6 separate regions of the Mus musculus genome follow, and regions 1, 2, 3, 5 and 6 are each linked to region 4. A link is a contact called in public ChIA-PET, HiChIP or PLAC-seq and promoter capture Hi-C data. All regions are on one chromosome and are shown on one strand. The core of a region is the stretch at or near the end of the contact, and the rest is flanking DNA. Distances in the headings are between cores, read along the strand shown.

Evidence for each region. Promoter capture Hi-C pulls out the DNA fragments that hold promoters and counts their contacts. ChIA-PET counts read pairs in DNA pulled down with a chosen protein or histone mark. HiChIP or PLAC-seq counts read pairs in DNA pulled down with a chosen protein or histone mark.
Region 1: an H3K27ac HiChIP or PLAC-seq map of embryonic stem cells shows a contact between it and region 4, with 4 times the contacts expected there. The contact joins the promoter of Slc27a2 here to the promoter of Ap4e1 in region 4. A contact is called at or near these places in 5 of 39 promoter capture datasets (3T3-L1-derived adipocytes, the HPC-7 cell line, pre-B cells and 2 more), 1 of 15 datasets of contacts at CTCF or cohesin (large pre-B cells), 1 of 484 Hi-C or Micro-C datasets (embryonic stem cells), 3 of 115 datasets of contacts at active chromatin or transcription factors (embryonic stem cells and large pre-B cells) and 2 of 9 other capture datasets (embryonic stem cells and macrophages).
Region 2: a promoter capture Hi-C map of hippocampal neurons shows a contact between it and region 4, with 2.8 times the contacts expected there. The contact joins the enhancer-like site here to the promoter of Ap4e1 in region 4. A contact is called at or near these places in 4 of 39 promoter capture datasets (cranial neural crest, hippocampal neurons, liver and 1 more), 1 of 15 datasets of contacts at CTCF or cohesin (large pre-B cells), 2 of 484 Hi-C or Micro-C datasets (embryonic stem cells and pre-hematopoietic stem cells), 4 of 115 datasets of contacts at active chromatin or transcription factors (the 230-238 cell line, fetal liver and large pre-B cells) and 2 of 9 other capture datasets (embryonic stem cells and macrophages).
Region 3: a promoter capture Hi-C map of embryonic stem cells shows a contact between it and region 4, with 3 times the contacts expected there. The contact joins the promoter of Hdc here to the promoter of Ap4e1 in region 4. A contact is called at or near these places in 9 of 39 promoter capture datasets (the 3T3-L1 cell line, the HPC-7 cell line, cranial neural crest and 4 more), 1 of 484 Hi-C or Micro-C datasets (embryonic stem cells), 5 of 115 datasets of contacts at active chromatin or transcription factors (the 230-238 cell line, embryonic limb bud, embryonic stem cells and 1 more) and 2 of 9 other capture datasets (liver and macrophages).
Region 5: a contact with region 4 is called in an H3K4me3 HiChIP or PLAC-seq map of the SCID.adh cell line, with 4 times the contacts expected there. The contact joins the promoter of Usp8 here to the promoter of Ap4e1 in region 4. A contact is called at or near these places in 7 of 39 promoter capture datasets (embryonic stem cells, erythroid cells, frontonasal cranial neural crest and 4 more), 2 of 15 datasets of contacts at CTCF or cohesin (the NIH/3T3 cell line and embryonic stem cells), 7 of 484 Hi-C or Micro-C datasets (the C2C12 cell line, CD8 T cells, the HPC-7 cell line and 4 more), 18 of 115 datasets of contacts at active chromatin or transcription factors (the NIH/3T3 cell line, the SCID.adh cell line, astrocytes and 12 more) and 4 of 9 other capture datasets (adipose tissue, embryonic stem cells, liver and 1 more).
Region 6: an RNA polymerase II ChIA-PET map of memory CD8 T cells shows a contact between it and region 4, with 42 read pairs. The contact joins the promoter of Dusp2 here to the promoter of Ap4e1 in region 4. A contact is called at or near these places in 3 of 39 promoter capture datasets (embryonic stem cells, erythroid cells and stem cell-derived epiblast-like cells), 6 of 484 Hi-C or Micro-C datasets (CD8 T cells, the G1E-ER4 cell line, Th1 cells and 2 more) and 1 of 115 datasets of contacts at active chromatin or transcription factors (memory CD8 T cells).

The regions. Positions count from the first base shown.
Region 1 is chr2:126,551,630-126,554,329 of GRCm38.p6, forward strand. Slc27a2 (solute carrier family 27 (fatty acid transporter), member 2) reads left to right here and starts at 1,395. Exons shown (of 10, transcript NM_011978.2): 1 at 1,395-2,003. The coding sequence starts at 1,526.
Region 2 is chr2:126,639,538-126,642,237 of GRCm38.p6, forward strand. The region is part of intron 7 of Gabpb1 (GA repeat binding protein, beta 1); the gene reads right to left. Among named protein-coding and RNA genes, the nearest start is that of Hdc, 22 kb to the left of the region's middle. Within about 2 kb of position 1,289, at least 3 of the 459 cell types and tissues checked have an H3K27ac peak or open chromatin away from gene starts, as enhancers often do. A contact at or near this core is called in hippocampal neurons, where this site is marked.
Region 3 is chr2:126,617,318-126,620,017 of GRCm38.p6, forward strand. Hdc (histidine decarboxylase) reads right to left here and starts at 1,361. Exons shown (of 12, transcript NM_008230.6): 1 at 1,201-1,361. The coding sequence starts at 1,252.
Region 4 is chr2:127,007,384-127,010,083 of GRCm38.p6, forward strand. Ap4e1 (adaptor-related protein complex AP-4, epsilon 1) reads left to right here and starts at 1,328. Exons shown (of 21, transcript NM_175550.3): 1 at 1,328-1,517. The coding sequence starts at 1,371.
Region 5 is chr2:126,705,889-126,708,588 of GRCm38.p6, forward strand. Usp8 (ubiquitin specific peptidase 8) reads left to right here and starts at 1,440. Exons shown (of 19, transcript NM_019729.3): 1 at 1,440-1,599.
Region 6 is chr2:127,334,784-127,337,483 of GRCm38.p6, forward strand. It overlaps Dusp2 (dual specificity phosphatase 2), which reads left to right and starts at 1,376. Exons shown (of 4, transcript NM_010090.2): 1 at 1,376-1,854; 2 at 1,994-2,115; 3 at 2,466-2,685. The coding sequence starts at 1,455. Gm46762 (a long non-coding RNA gene) reads right to left here and starts at 768. Exons shown (of 3, transcript XR_003953899.1): 1 at 1-768.

The DNA.
Region 1 (2,700 bases), core at 145-2,644, 460 kb before region 4:
CAGACACCCAGAAAATAAGAGGACAAAATGACACTGTGACTCACAGTGCTGAGAGAGTGGTTAATGACCTGGGACCAAACTGGTTCCTCTTTCATATCTCACATATTACTAGATATTCTTTAAGCATAATATTTTTATTAATTCTTTGAGAACTTCACACATACATACAATGTATTTGATCATATTTACCCCTAAATATTTCCAGATCCGATCTCTCTTCCAGACCCTATCACCTCTCCTTGATGCCCTCTTCCTTTTTCCAATAGATCTCAATTCAATTTGTACAGTATATACACTTATCTGTGTGTGTGTGTGTGTGTGTGTGTGTGTGTGTGTGTGTACAGTTGGGCCGTAGGGCCATCCACTAGAGCAAGGTCGACCTTCTAGGGACCACATCGCTAAAGAAAACTGACTCTCCTTCCCTCCTTAGCCCCTTCCAGGGTTTACACAGGAAACCACAGCTGCAGTGGACATGACAAAGAATCACCTAAACTTCCCTTTCTCCTCAGTGAACAAGCATGAAAGGATCATCTGAGAAGACCTCTGACGGTTCAAGACAAGTTATCTTACAACAATAATATGAATGAGCATGAGACAGAAGACTGTGACAACGAAGCACATCTTTACTTTACTTGGTAGCAAGCATGCTAACCTTGTACAGTACCACTACCTAGGGGCATTAATACATAGATCAAACTTCTTGAAGAAATGACTTTTGAGATATGCCATTATTTACTTTGTTTGCTTTGTGTGTTTTGGTAAATGTCGAACTGAGTCCACAATACCGTCGATGTTGGAAAGTGGCTCGCGTAACAGAACAAAATCTCAAAACAAATTAACAGGACCCCATTGCTCGAGTTCCGGAGTTCCCGAAACAGGCGAAGCTCACAAGAGGGGCTGGCAGGTGCAGCTGAATGCGACCACCTCTGGCGCTTTTGTTCAACCTTGAAACCTTCCCCACAGGAGACTGCCTGAGCAGAGAAGCAAACGTTAGAAACAAAGAGAGATCTAGCGGAAAGCCTCTGGGACCAAGGAGTGGAGGTGGGACTCTGAGTTGGCTGTGGCACCTGGTGCCCGCTATTAATAATAAGGCTGCGGTGCGTTTATAAGGTACTTGATTAAGCAAAGGCACTGCGCTGTGTGATAAGAATAACTAACCACAGCACCACGCCTTTGACCTTTTCAACGTGGGCTGTTTGCGCTAAGCGTTGTTTGCGGAGAACTAGATCTCATCTGACCCCAGACACTGAACACAAGTGCTGTGGCATCCTGGGCCACCCAGGCTGACAGGAGCGGCCCCCTGAGCGCACGAGGAGCCCCACGAGGGGGCGGGACCCACGGCCGTCCCGCCCGCACAGCGCGCCACAGGCACCTGCAGCCGAGCCGCCACCCGCAGTCGCAGCGCGTCCGGAGGCCGAGCCCAGTCGCCAGCTCCTGCTCTGCTCCTCTCCCGCCTGCCGCCGCGCTGCACGCCTCGAGCACTCCCTCGGCCCCGGCGGGGACCGGGGACCCCGCAGCTACCGCCATGCTGCCAGTGCTCTACACCGGCCTGGCGGGGCTGCTGCTGCTGCCTCTGCTGCTCACCTGCTGCTGCCCCTACCTCCTCCAAGATGTGCGGTACTTCCTGCGGCTGGCCAACATGGCCCGGCGGGTGCGCAGCTACCGGCAGCGGCGACCCGTGCGTACCATCCTGCGGGCCTTCCTGGAACAAGCGCGCAAGACCCCACACAAGCCCTTCCTGCTGTTCCGAGACGAGACGCTCACCTACGCCCAGGTGGACCGGCGCAGCAACCAAGTGGCGCGGGCGCTGCACGATCAACTGGGCCTACGACAGGGGGATTGCGTAGCCCTCTTCATGGGCAATGAGCCGGCCTACGTGTGGATCTGGCTGGGACTGCTCAAACTGGGCTGTCCCATGGCGTGCCTCAACTACAACATTCGTGCCAAGTCTCTGCTGCACTGCTTTCAATGCTGCGGGGCGAAGGTGCTGCTGGCCTCCCCAGGTGAGCTGCAAAACCGCCGGCCCTAACCCTGGAGGTGGGAGGATAGAGGCACTTGGTTTCGGGGTTGCAGTGTGGTGTGGGGCCGGGAAGCAGGAAAAGAGGTCAATTCCAGGTGTACGACGCTGATTAACAATCCTTATAATTCCTAGATGTAAAGTGGCCTGTCTTTCGAAGCGCTTCAGTCCTCCAATGCGGAGTCCAGATTGCGTATGATACCTAACACGGTGTTGAATACTAAACCACTCATTCTTACCTGTGTTGTTTAGAGATGGCAAGAAGAAGTGTGTATCCATGTTATGTGCGAGGCAGTTCCCACCCACCCTCAATGTTAACCCAGGGGACCGCTGTATATGCACAATGTTGTTTTTAATCTTCACAACTCATATCATGGGATTTCTATGTGCAGCCCAGAAATCCAAAGCTTCACGTGCAGTGTCTAAGGAAGACTTGGGGCTGTCCAAAGGGATCCACTTCTAAATCCATTCCTCCAATCAGAACTTAACACATTTACATTAAAATTCAGAGGGCCTTGGATGAGAACCGCAGTGGATCCAGCCCCTAGCTTTGGTAGACTTACAGTCATGGGAAAGTCGCTTCCCTGTCCCCGTCCTCTCTTTTCCTCAGCTCCCAGCAGTTAGTGTCTGAACAACACCCTTGCTGCTTCTCACAGTCAGTAAGGAGAGACCGGACCAGGAAA
Region 2 (2,700 bases), core at 39-2,538, 370 kb before region 4:
TCTTACACATAATATACTCATCCACACAGCTGAATGGTCAAAGTAATATTAAAGATGCATATGTTAAGAGTATCCTGGGCACCTGCTGACAGAATTGCTTTTATTAGTTTCTTGCATATTAGTCTTACAATAATTTGTGTAAAGACAACAAATACCCATGGGAGGCAAACAGAAAGCACACCCACTCGAGCACCAACTCCATCTTTTCTCAGCACACAGCTATCTTCGGCCTGCTAATACTGTCCCTGAATACACACAACTGTGAACACTGTAGCAGTGTCCCTGGTGAATCTGTGGGCACTGTTTACATTTTTGATGTTTTCATATAAACATGAACATACAGAAAGCACATACCCTTGCTTTGCAGAGCAGTGTAGAACATATTTGACAGCCATGAAGAAAAAAATTTAATTAATGTTTTTAAGTCACAAGAGAAATTACCACTGTTTTCTAAGACTATCAAAACTTTTCGTCAAATGGAGCATGGTGAGGAACTCAGGAGGCAGAGCCAGGCAGATCTCTGTGAGTTCAAAGCCAGCTTGGTCTACACAGTGAGACCCTGCCTCAGATTCCTTACTAAAACATGGCCAGCAAGATGGCTCCTCAGGTAAGGGCACTTGCCACCAAGCCTGACCTGAATTCAATGGCTGGGATTCATGTGGTAGAAGGATGCTCTCTCGTGCATGTGTGTTGTGGCACACAGTTTCCTCCCAACAAGTAAATAAAGGTAAGCACTTTTAAAATGTTGTCAAAACATGAAAATTTCTGTAACAAAGGTAACAAATTTAAAAATAGTGAAACTTGTAGCACAATGTATGGTAATATAAAACATTAGAAATGGGCCTGGAGAGGTGGCTTAGCAGTTAAGAGCTGCTCTTCCAGTGGCCCTGGGCTCAATTCCTAGCACCACCTGGCAGCTTCCAACGGTCTGTAATTCCAGTTCTAAGGGATATGACACCCTCTTCTGGCCGCCATGGGTACTGCAATCATATAGCACACATGAAAATATGCAGGCAGGTTCTCATACACATAAAATAAAAACTTACAATATCAACTATACCAAGAAAATGTTACTTCATTTTATTCATATCATATTATATTTATAACAAGAATGGAGAAATTCTCTTTCACTGGACATGATACAGGGCATGTTAGACATTTTAAATTATAGAGGCTTTAACAGTTTACTATTTTTCTTTTTCAGAGTTTTCCTAATTCTTTGCTCTAGCAACATTAACTTTAGAATCCATCTGACTAGTTACAGAACTAAAGCATGTCCCTCCTACCCTCCCATCTGTCAGTAAAAGCTGTAACCTTCAGTAACCTAGAATGATTATATTTGGAAGCAGGGCCCTTCAATGGAATCAAGGTAAAATCATGAGCTATTCTATCTCTGTGTCCTTTTGAGAGAAGATAGGACACAGCTGGAATGCAGCTATCGACAAGCCAAAGAAACCTGCTGACACTTGATGTTGGACCACGAAAAGTTCATGTCTATTGTTTAAGTTACAGTTTCTGACACTGTTACTAACACACTAGCATTGCTTTAATGGCATATTACATTTACTCAGGAAGAACTGAATGTTCCTGGACACAGAGTCTCCCATTTACAAAACATGAGTTGACTTGCATCTGCTCATAAATAAAATCAGTGCATTCGTCTAGTGTCTGGTTTGAGAGATCCTTTTGTTTAATCCAGTTCGTATGTGTGCGTGTGTGGTGCACGTAAATGTTTACATGGATGTGTGCATAAGTATGCCTGGACATTTGGAGACAAGAGACTGACATCATGTTTTCTTTGTTCATTCTCTATCTTAAAAAAAAAAAAAATTGTGTGTAGTGGCGGATGCTTTTAATTCCAGCAGCCAGGGAGAGGTGGTTGCATCTCTGTGAGTTCCAGACCAGACCAGCCTTTTTGGCACAGGGTCTCACTGTGTAGTACTGGCTTCAAACTTGCTATGTAGAGCAAGCTAGCCTTGAGCTTACAGAGATCTGTCTACTTCTACCTGAGTGCTGGAACTAAAGGCACTCAGCACTACACTGGCCTGATAGCACTTTAAATGTGGAACTTTCAGCCTTCGGGTTACACTAAAACTGTCTGTTACTTCATCTACCTTGTAAATCTCTGTGGTTCCCATGGTGGGTGGGTAGGGAAAGTGTATACCCTGGCAAAGCCCCTTCTAGTCCTGTTCTAGATAAGCCCCAGGTCAGCTTTGGGGTTTTATTGTTTTTTGAACAAAAAGGTTAATTTCAGACATCAAGCTTATTGTAAACTTACAAACACACTAAAGCATCGTCCCTAGAAAGTTAGGCTGAGCATACTTTATCAAAGCAGCAACTTTTCTACAAGGCTATAAGTGAATGAAAGATCTACCCTGCCCAGAATATTTAATTGATTTCAAGTGAGAAAATGAATACTATTTTTAAAAGTTAAAACAAAAAATCTGGCAGCTGCTTTTTCATGCTCTTTGGGGACCTAAAATAGCCACAAGGGCTCATAGTTCCTATGGTAAAGGGACATGCATCTGGGTGTGGTAGTACTAGTGTAAAACTGAACTCAGATATGTAGATACAAGAAAATCAGGAATTCAAGGCAAACCTCAGCTACACACTAACTTTGAGGGCAGACTCAGCAATATGAGATCATGTCTCAAGAAAAACACATAAACAAGTGACAAGAACTTTAATCCATCTGATTTT
Region 3 (2,700 bases), core at 111-2,610, 390 kb before region 4:
TGAAGACTAGTCAGAAAGGGAAGCAGTCATGTGAAGCCACTGCAGGCCAGTTGTTCTTTGACCCTTCAGAGGGGCTCTCTCTCATGGCCTCCCACCCTCTAGATGTGCACCTACTATGAGCAACCAGAAACCCTTCCCATTCCCCTTCTCCCTGCAAAGGAGCAAAGGAGCAGAGAAGAAAAGGAGCCTGATTTATTCCCTCTACCTCAGCTTCTGCAAAGTCCCTACACACAGAACTGGGCCTAGACAAACTGAGGCACCAGAGAGCTTGACTCCTTCAGCCCACCACAGCCTTGGGCACCCAGCACTGAGTGGTGCCCAGTAGACATGAGAGAGCTGGCACTCATCCCCAGACAGTCTCATAGGAAAATGTGTCCCACTGCAGGATAGGAACCCACACTCTCAGCTAAGTGCACTGTTGAAAAGCCACATGATACGCTAATACGCGTCTGCCTACAAAGGTTGATAGGGGAGAAGAGAGAAAAGAGATTTAAAGCAGGATAGATATTAACTTACAGCCAAGAAGTTTCATACACTGTGGCCCCTCTAGTGGAGATGAGACTATTACAAAATTACAAAGACATTCAAAGTTCTCTGTTGTCACATAGGCTTCTAAAAGAACCTTTATTTTAAGTTGATGTGTATTTCAGTTAATGCGTACTAAACAGAAGAAGCAGAACCAAACTCATCATGTCACAAGTCACTTTGTTGGATGCATCCTCATCTTCCTACAAATCCCCTTTAAGCACTTCCCTACCTGTGGACAGCCAGGCCTGAAAACAGGGTACCTGGCTTTGCTTTCCCTGCAAGCTGGTATACAAGTGGGCACTTGGCGAACGTTTAAACATGAACACTAAAAGAATAAACTACTTTACACAGAGAAATGAATATTAAGAGAGTTTGGGCTATCAAATGCTTAAGTCTTTTTTTTTTTTTTCCTATTTCATAAGGCAATTGAGTGGATCACAAATACAGATAGTTTATTTTGTGGGCAGGTAGAAGGAAACAAAATGCAAGACACAGGCAGCAATCACAGAAGTAGGCACATGAGAGGCAGGGAATGAGGGACCTGTTAAAACTCTGATCTACATCCTGTTCAAGAATTCAGGAGAAACACCACTGAAGCCAAACCGGCTCTCCCAAGGCAACTCAAACACTCACCTGCCTCCAACAGCAGGGAAGACCCACCCTGTCACTCACCTCTAGCTCGGTAGTATTCACGGTATTCACGGTATTCACAGGGCTCCATCATCTCCCTTGGATTGCTCCTCCTGGCAGACAGACAGAGGAGGCTGGAAGGCAGCTGTCAACAGGGCTTCTTGGTCGCCTTTGTCTGTGCTGTGCACTCCCTGGCAGCCAGTGCATCTCTTATTTAAGGAGTTCCCTATTCCCCTCCTTTAGCCCCGCCCCCATAAAGTCCCTTCCTTCAGGCTTAATTTCAGCCTCTCTTGTCCCCGTCCTTTCTGATTTGAACTTTGATCAACAGAATCAGAGAACATGGTGTTTTTAGACCAGTTGGGGCACCTAGCCTCCCAAGCCTACAAGCAGCTCTGGATAGACAAGGTAAAAGAGCCCTCTATCATCCCTGCCCCTGCATTCAGACCATAGAGCCCCAGCCTTGAATAAAGCTCCTAGCTCAGAGGCCAGAAATAGGCCAAGGGCATTCACAATAAGTAGCACAGAGGGTGGAGTTGCTCCTGCCCTGGCTTCTCTATGAGGTGAGGGCAGAGCCGGCTCAGAGAAGCCCATAGCTAGCCAGGCTGAGCTCAGGACAGATCAACAACAGGATATGAAGGATTCTTTTTATCCATTACTACATAGCACTTGTTCTGGGTTCTTTGCCTCGACTACTGTTTAAGCTAACGGAGGAAAAACCTGTTCAGTGCCAATAAATCTGGAAGTCCCTTTAGTGGATGGACGCTTCTACAGCAAGCAGAGCTGGAGAACAGAGCGGAGCCTGGGTGCAGCAGAGTGCGGGACACACATTCGTAAGGGGGAAGAATTGCCACTTTGTCAGATGGAAATCTTTCTGGTGACAGCAGTTATCTGTACCCCTCCTCTTCCTGAGTCGAGTACTTTTCCTAATCAACGTTTCTTCCTGACCATCTCTTACGAAAGAACAGCTTTTGAGAACTCCTCCTACGTCCAGGGCTTCTCGAGATAACACAAAGGAAGCGTACTAGTGGGGGCGGGGATGGCAGTTTCTCCTGAAATCATATTCTGGGGTGGTGTGTTTGTCCTGAACCCCAACACTGCCACAAAACAACAAAAATCCTTCGGAGTTTTCCCGAATACCAAGAGCTTTTTGTTCTTTATATCGAGGTCCCTTTGTTCCTCAGAGGCTCTGGACTGCGGATGCCTGCACCCAAGAGCTTGAACACAATCTGAGAAAAACAGTGTCTAAAGCATTACCTGTACTTACACAACAGACTTCATGGGGGGTGGTCAGGGGGAAGAATGGGAGAAAGAGCTAAAGGTTAAACAAGGGTGGGGCTCAGTGGCAAACCGCTCACCTAGCACGCCCGCCCGAGGCCTTGCCTTTGGTCCCCAGTTCCCATCTCCCTTTTTTAAAAGTACCTCTGGAGCAGATTTGAAATGTTTGCAGGGCTACCTGAAGGATAAGCACCCAAAGAAGGCAGCTCCACACCCCAAGTGTCACCCTTCACCCAACTGTCATCACATCTGTCTCGATCAAAAGTA
Region 4 (2,700 bases), core at 78-2,577:
GGGACTTTTGGTATAGCATTGGAAATGTAAATGAGCTAAATACCTAATAAAAAATAGAAAAAAAAATAAATAAAAAAAAGAAGTTTTAGTGCTGCTTGAAAAGCAGGAACAACAGAGTTTTGCTTTTTATATAGCCTACCATGTCTCTGTTTCAAATGTGTAATTTTTCTTCCTTTAAACTTTGGTCCAAACAATGACCCTGTTTTACTGGCACCACAGCACAATTTGAAAAAGCTCTATTGGATAAGACGGACTAAGGGGGATAGTGAACATCACCCAGGCCAGGGGAAGGAAAGTTTCACTTTACTTTTTGGCAGTGTAGCCGCGTTCCTTTCACCCGAGTCAGAAATGTATCAGCTTTCCCCAGCATATTTTTTAGGTGGAAGAAAAAAATTGGGGGATGGGGAAAGTTAAGACAGGGTTTCATATAACTCAGGTTTGTTTTGAACTTGATATGGAGCCGGTGATGCCCTTGAATTTTCTTGCTCCTCCTTCCAGTCTCAAGGGCTGGGATTTCAGGCAACAACCACTACATGGCTGGAAAGTAAGTTTTCTAATTTAAACTAGTGAAAGGGCCTAAAGTTAAAAAAACACACACACACATACACACACACACAGTAAACAAAACTTTACGTAGGCATAAAATATTAAATTCTAAAGAAAATCTGTTTTAAATAATTTAAATATTGAGATTTTTCAATAAATTAAACTTTTTTAAAAAAAGATTTATTTATTATTATAAATAAGTACCCTGTTGCTGTCTTCAGACACGCAACAGAAGAGGGCGTCAGATCTCATTATGGATGGTTGTGAGCCACCGTGTGGTTGCTGGAATTTGAACTCAGGACCTTTGGAAGAGCAGACAGTGCTCTTACCCACTGAGCCATCTCACCAGCCCTAAACTTTATCTTTGCATAACTATTCTGTCAGGCAAACTTTTTCTTTTGTTGAGGTGTAGGTACAAGAACAACTTCAAGATTTAAGAAAAAAATTTCACTTATCACAGACAAAGTTTCAGAGATAAGAGCTCCTACAGGTGTTAAGAACACTATAAAGATGGTAGGTCAGGTTTGTAATCCCAGCACTTGGAGGCTGGGACAGGGGAATGGCACGAATTCATTAACCTTGGGAAGTTCGAGAAAATACAAGATCATGCACACACATTTCACCGCTAATAGAATGATCATGAACTTCATGTCTCCAGAGAACTCCTCTCTCCTCCTAGACTCGTGCGCCCCCAGGCGGTGTTTCCCGGAACTTCATCCTGCTCGTCCTGCTCCGGCGCGAATAAAGATTTCTTATTCAAAACGCCGGAAGTGACTACGGAGGCCGGGAGAGTCAGCGCGAAGTAGCCTCGTAGGGAGGCAGCGATGAGCGACATGGTGGAGAGGACGCTGACCGCACTGCCGGGGCTCTTCCTGCAGAACCAGCTGGGAGGACCTGCGGCCTCCAGAGCACCCTTCTTCTCCAGGCTGGGCGGCCTCATCCGTGGCGTCACTGCACTCTCATCCAAGCACGTATGCGGCGGGGTTGGCTGGGCGGGATGGGGTGGGGCGGCGGGGCCGGAGACATCGGTCCGCTGGATGGACGCAGCCGGGCGTCCGCCTCAAGTTGCCTGTACCGACCGACCTCAGGAGGCCGGCTTTCTGATTTGGAGGCCCGAAGACCCTCCGTGTGTTTTCTCATGGGGTGCTTTGAGGATTACATGAGCTGTCAATCGAGTGAAAAAAGCCAGTATGACCTAAAGCCTGAGCTATAGGCTCCTACCAAGTTTCTCCTCCCTGTTGAGATTTTTGTTTTGTTTTGATTTTTCGAGACAGGATTTCTCTGTGTAGCCCGGGCTGTCCTGGAACTCACTCTGTAGACCAGGCTGGCCTCGAACTCAGAAATCCGCCTGCCTCTGCCTTCCAAGTGCTGGGATTAAAGGCTTGTGCCACCACTGCCCGGCTCCCTCTTGAGTTTTAATTTTTCTATTTGGAAGCATCACGTACTCGGACAGACAACCCTCATTCCCACCCCTGACAGGGCTGTTAATCTTTGCAGAGCTTGAGGTTTAGTCTAGACCAACGGGTTGGGCAAAGACGCGCTTTGAAAACTAGTAGTTACTATAGAAGTTATTAAGTTCCCACGTACTTTGTATGGTACTGACTCAAAGCCTCAAGGAGTGTTTGTCTTAAAAACATAATATTGTGTCATACTTTCTTCAGCAAGTATTTATCAAGCACAACTATATGTTAAGTAATGAAAATAGCAAAACACTTTTCTGTCTATTTTCTGTCCATTTTAGACTTAACATAAATAAGTAACTACAGTGCAGTGTAAATGCCTGCAGCATGGAGAAGAGAAACAAGATGCCTTTAAAGGTTTAAAACGGGCTTGTGTTCTCACTGGAAGCTGGTGTGTGGCAGGGCTTGCTGAACATCCCTTAATCATTATTCGTGTACTTAACATCTCTTCGTGCTTTTCTGTTGCTAATTTGTATGAGAGGGCAAGTAAGTATTTTGTGTGTACATGTATGTACTGAGAGAATGTGTATGTGCTGGTATGTGAGGATGCACGGACCCACGGCACATGTATAGGCTTCCGAGAACAGCTTTGGGTCTTAGTCCTTACCTTCCACCTAGTAGGTGAGATCTCTCTTGACGCTTGTTTCTGTGTTGTATATTCAGGCAGGCTGGCTAGGGAGCTTCGAGTGTTCTG
Region 5 (2,700 bases), core at 190-2,689, 300 kb before region 4:
AGTGTGCATGAGTGTGTGTGTGTGTGTGTGTGGACAACTCACATGTGTGTATACAACTCATGTGTGTGCGTGAGTGTGTGTGTGTGTGTGTGTTTTCCAGGAATCAAACTCAGATTGCCAAGTTTACCTGGTAAGGACTTCACGCATCTTGTTGGGCTCAGAGAAAATTTTCACTGATACACTCCAATGATGTCTCTCTTCCTTTCAGTCCTACCTCCTTCCAATTGTCAGAGCACCCCAAAATGTTCTCCATGTGTTTTATACTTATTCTCACATTCAGCTCTAAGTTTTTCTTTCCTTACTCAATTCCACAAAGCTGAGCAGAGAAAAAACATTTTCCTAAAATAATCCATCCTCAAAAAAACAATTTCTTCCTTAATTATGAGGGGGAAAAAAAAAACATTTGAGGCTTTTATCCAGTAGTTCCCAGCATTGCACGGTATCAAATCACACCAGTCTTTACTTGTCTAGGGAGAACAAATAGTATATAATTTAGTGTTGATTTTTTAAAGGAGAAATGCAAGATTTTGTTTGTTTGGTTGGTTTGGTTTTTCGAGACAGGGTTTCTCTGTGTAGCCCTGGCTGTCCTGGAACTCACTCTGTAGACCAGGCTGGCCTCGAACTCAGAAATCCGTCTGTCTCTGCCTCCCAAGTGCTGGGACTAAAGGCGTGTGCCACCACCGCCCAGCACAAGAATACCTTTGCATGTAGCTAATTGTAATGGAAACGAAACTAAGGTTTATTTTAAAGGTTGGTAGACTGGATGCTTACTACTCTTTAACGTTTAATGGCAGCCTATCTGCTAAGTATTTTCATTTTATATACTTAGTAGAGCTGTGCTTTTAGATTTGACATGCATTAAAAAGTTGGACTGTCCCAACGGATTTAGTGACCAGGGAAAACAACTCCACTCTTAAGCAATTTTTATGTCCACGAGTAGCCCATCTTTTCTCCACAAGACAACTCTCCAAAGAGTTCAAACCCCAGCTTTGTAAGACTGGTCCTTTTGGAAATGTTGACGGTGTTTGTGCAATGTGTTTTCCAAACACGTCTGTTCTTTAACCAGAGGCTTGGCTTTGGAGAATGTTTATTCCCAAGTTTTAGAAGGTATCAATCCTCTCCCCGTATTTTCCCCCTAATGTCCGATCTGACGGGAAAAATGCACTATTGAGAGGCGCCAAAATATCCTCGATTCCTCCGTGGACAGCTCCAAGTCACAATGTGACACAATCTGAACTGACTTCCACCCGGAAAAGAGACGCGCGAGGACACCGGAAGCGCAGCACGCGCGCTTCCGTCCCGCACCAGCTCAAACTGTCCTTCCGACGCATGCTCAGGCCGGTTCGGCGCTCACCCTTCCGGAGAGGGCCGCCCTGATGTCCCTCCCTACGGGACAGAAAGGCGGAGTTACAGGGTTCACTGGAAGCTCCGCCCTCGCCGTGACGTTTCGAGACGCGACCCGTCGCCACGCAATGCGAATCGGGAAGAGGGGATGAGCTGCGCTGCCGTGCGTCTGAGAGCGAAGGCTCGTTCTCCTTCTGGTGGTGGGCGATGGGCGTCAGGCGAGGAGGCCGGTGTTAGCGGAGCGCGGGCGCTGCGGTGAGTGCGGCCTGGCTCCGGCCCCGGTTCCTGGGGAAGGCGTCCTCCAGCTGCTGGTCATCCGGGAGACGAGCCCTGTCCGCGGAGGGGTGGGACAACCCCAGACAACTGGCTGGTCCAGGGAGGGCCCGACTCTTGGTCGCTCCCGTCCCCCTCCTACGGTGCCCAGCGAGTTTGATGTAGTTTGCCGGTCTCAGAGGGTGGCCTTGACCAGTTCTCCTTTCTGTTGGACACTAGACCCAACTTTGGACTCCTTCCTTTTGCTTCCTTTTTTCTCATTTTGTGCTACCTACAACCCCAGGCCTTAATACGACCATTTGTCATGTTTTCCCTATTCCCCTTTACCCGGGTCACGCATGTTTTCAGTGAAGTACAAAAATTGAGTTAAGTAAACTCACCACACTTAAAACTTCTTCAAAGAGGGCATTTTCTTTTCTTAAAAATGTTTCTTCGTTTGTAGACTTGTGGCACTGACAAGTTCCCTTCACATCTGATGTACCGAGAGAGTTGTCAACCCCAAATCACAATGATATTCCTTTACCCACAAAGCTGCAGACCCTGTTCCTATGTTTTGTTCTTGCTTTCTGCCTATGACCTTGAGTCAGTCATTCAAGAAATATTTACGTGACTCACAGAGGTGTTGCAGAATCTAAGGAGTTTCATATTTATTAAAAAGCTCTAGGGTTTCGGATCAAAACGATGCCTAGCTAAAGGGTGTAATTCTTGGTTGTTCCCCGCCACCACCCACAAGGTCTTACTATGTAAACAGGACTTGTCTCAAACTCACTGAAACCTTCCTCCCTTGGCTCCAGAGATGGATAAAACTGCATCAAGCACCACTCCTGGCAAGGGTATTCTTTTTAAATCTTAGAGTATTCTTAGTTGTGTATATTATCCTACTTCATTAAAAATTCCATGTGTTATTTTTTGGTTTTGGTGGCTTTATTCTCTTTCTTTTTTTCTTACTTTCTTTCTTTTTTTTCTCGAGACAGTTTGTCTGTGCAGCCATAGCTATTATGGAACTCACTCTAAACCACGATTGCCCTTGATCTCAAAGTTCTGCCTGCCTTTGCCTCCCGAGTGCTGCCCACCACTGCCAGG
Region 6 (2,700 bases), core at 126-2,625, 330 kb after region 4:
CAGGCTGTGGCCCTGGAACCAACTTGCATGACCGTGCCACTGAGACACAAGTCCATGACTCCTGGTCCAGGAGTCCTCGTAGCTCTCCCTGGCATTCTGTATCCCCCACAAGCCCCAAGTTCCCCAAATCAAGAGGAAAGGCATAATATTTTGCTCGAGCACCTATATACCTACCATACCTTATGTTAGGGGTCCCCACAGGTTCTAGCCACAGGCCTCCAAGAAACAAAGGATCTGCAGGGATGCTGGAAGGGTCTTAGTAAAGGCAGAGGATTGGCTCAGGGCAATAAAGATTTGGGAGGCTGGGTTCTGAACACTGTCCCCACCCGCCTGCTTCAGTTCAGCCACCTACCAACTTTCTCGCCCCCAACGCAGGAGTGTCCCGGGGGGCCCACGTGCAGCTGGGCCTCACCACATCCGGGAGGGGGGGGCGGGCAGGCACTTGAGTGGGGGAGCACAGAATGGCTGTGAGTTACCCAGTTTTTCATTCTTACAGTTTGGTGTGGGACCAGGGCCTGTCCCAGAGGGGTTTGTAGCTCCTAAGGGGTCGGAAGGGAACAGGTTCTGTGAATAGTCCTTCTTCCCCTGAAATTCCCGCCAGGCCTGGCTATGCCCTGGGAGAGCCCAGCATCGTCAACAGAGTTCCTCTTTAGCCCTGGCCTGTGGCATGGGAACTACTTCTTTTTAGGCTCTTGGGGGTTTCCCTGGGCCCCTGGGGAAAGAAACTGTCCCAGTCATAAGAGGAAACTCGTCACAGGCCCCTGCGCCCCTTCCCCATTAAAGCCCCTCCCACCCCACCCCACCCCCGCCCCTGCCCCAGGGCTTTGGCTTTCCAGGACTCCTCCACCTGGGCCTGGGCCTGACATGGGAGAATAGGACAATTTCCTGACGGTTGGTGTCTTTCCTAATAGTGTATCATTATGGGTAGCAACAGGTAATTTGTCCATTTTTGCTATCGAAATTCCTAGAATGAAAACCCTGGGAGAAAATGGGAAAAGTGAGGAAGCTGAAGACCTGAGTAACTCAAAGGCTCGGTGCAGCTGAGAGCTGAGTTCCTAAGCACTTAGTGGCTTGAAGCCTGGCAAAGAGTGGGGAGCACTGGGGCATATACACTGGAGAGACGTGGGTGGGGCCTCTAGACTCCAGGCCGACACTTGTCACGGTCTGGTTCCCAGTTTCTTCCCCCGCGTGTCCCTCCCCCTGATGCCCCGCCCCACCCACCCCCTGTCCGCTCAGGGAGCCCCGGGGGCGGCCCAGCCAGAGTCCCACGTGAAGCCGCGGGGGCGGGCACCGGCGCCTTCCTGCTCTACCCTTGTATGGTGACCCGAGGGGCCAGCCCTCGAGTATTTAAGCCCGGGCTCGACGAAGAGCCCCCAGAACCGTCAGCTCCCGCCACACAGACACCGCGCCGCCGGAGCCGAGGGAGAGGACATCCGGAAGCAGGAGGCTTTGCGATGCCGATCGCCATGGGGCTGGAGACGGCGTGCGAGCTAGAGTGCGCGGCGCTGGGCGCGCTGCTGCGGGAGCCGCGGGAGGCCGAGCGCACGCTGCTGCTCGACTGCCGCCCGTTCCTGGCCTTCTGCCGGAGCCACGTGCGCGCCGCGCGACCGGTGCCCTGGAACGCGCTGCTGCGGCGGCGTGCGCGCGGCACCCCCGCCGCTGCCCTCGCCTGTCTGTTGCCCGACCGCGCACTCCGGGCGCGCCTGGGCCGCGGGGAGCTGGCCCGTGCCGTGGTGCTGGATGAAAGCAGCGCGTCTGTGGCCGAGCTCCCGCCGGACGGCCCCGCTCACCTGCTGCTAGCCGCACTGCAGCACGAGATGCGCGGGGGACCCACGACCGTGTGCTTCTTGCGAGGTGAGCCCGCGCCCCGCGCCCTGCGCCCTTCGCCCCTTCTCCCATGTTCCGCGCCCCGCGCTCTTAGCCCCTTGTCCCACGTTCCGTGCCCCGTTCCCGACCTCTTGGCTAATCATACCCTTTCTTGTCTTTCCCACAGGCGGTTTCAAAAGCTTCCAGACGTACTGTCCGGATCTGTGCTCTGAAGCTCCTGCCCAGGCCCTGCCTCCTGCTGGGGCCGAAAATAGCAACTCTGACCCGAGGGTTCCGATCTATGACCAGGTGAGTTGATATTCGAATTTGTTGTCTTCATTGTGCATTCTAGAGGGATGCCTCTGGAGAACGCCAGTGGGGAAAGACAGGGGTGTGTTCCAATATACATTCCCAGATGTGGAGAGTGTTTGTGTGACCTGCAAATGGTGTGAACGTGTATATATCCTCATACAGACTTTAAGGCATATGTGGCACAAAGTGTCTGAACATATGTCCCCTTGTGGCCTCAAGACTTTTAATTCTGTCCTTGGTCAGAAGGCCTAGAGCTTCTCTTGTTTCTAGCCAATCCAAGATGTCTGGATCAAGCCCTCCAGCACAAGGCTGAGTGAGGTCTCACCACCGTCCCCTTCCTCCTCCAGGGTGGTCCTGTGGAAATCTTGCCCTACCTGTACTTGGGCAGCTGCAACCACTCCTCAGATCTTCAGGGCCTGCAGGCCTGCGGCATCACAGCAGTTCTCAATGTCTCTGCCAGCTGCCCCAACCACTTTGAGGGTCTTTTCCATTACAAGAGCATTCCAGTAGAAGATAACCAGATGGTGGAGATAAGTGCCTGGTTCCAGGAGGCTATCAGCTTCATAGGTAGGGGAGCCTCAG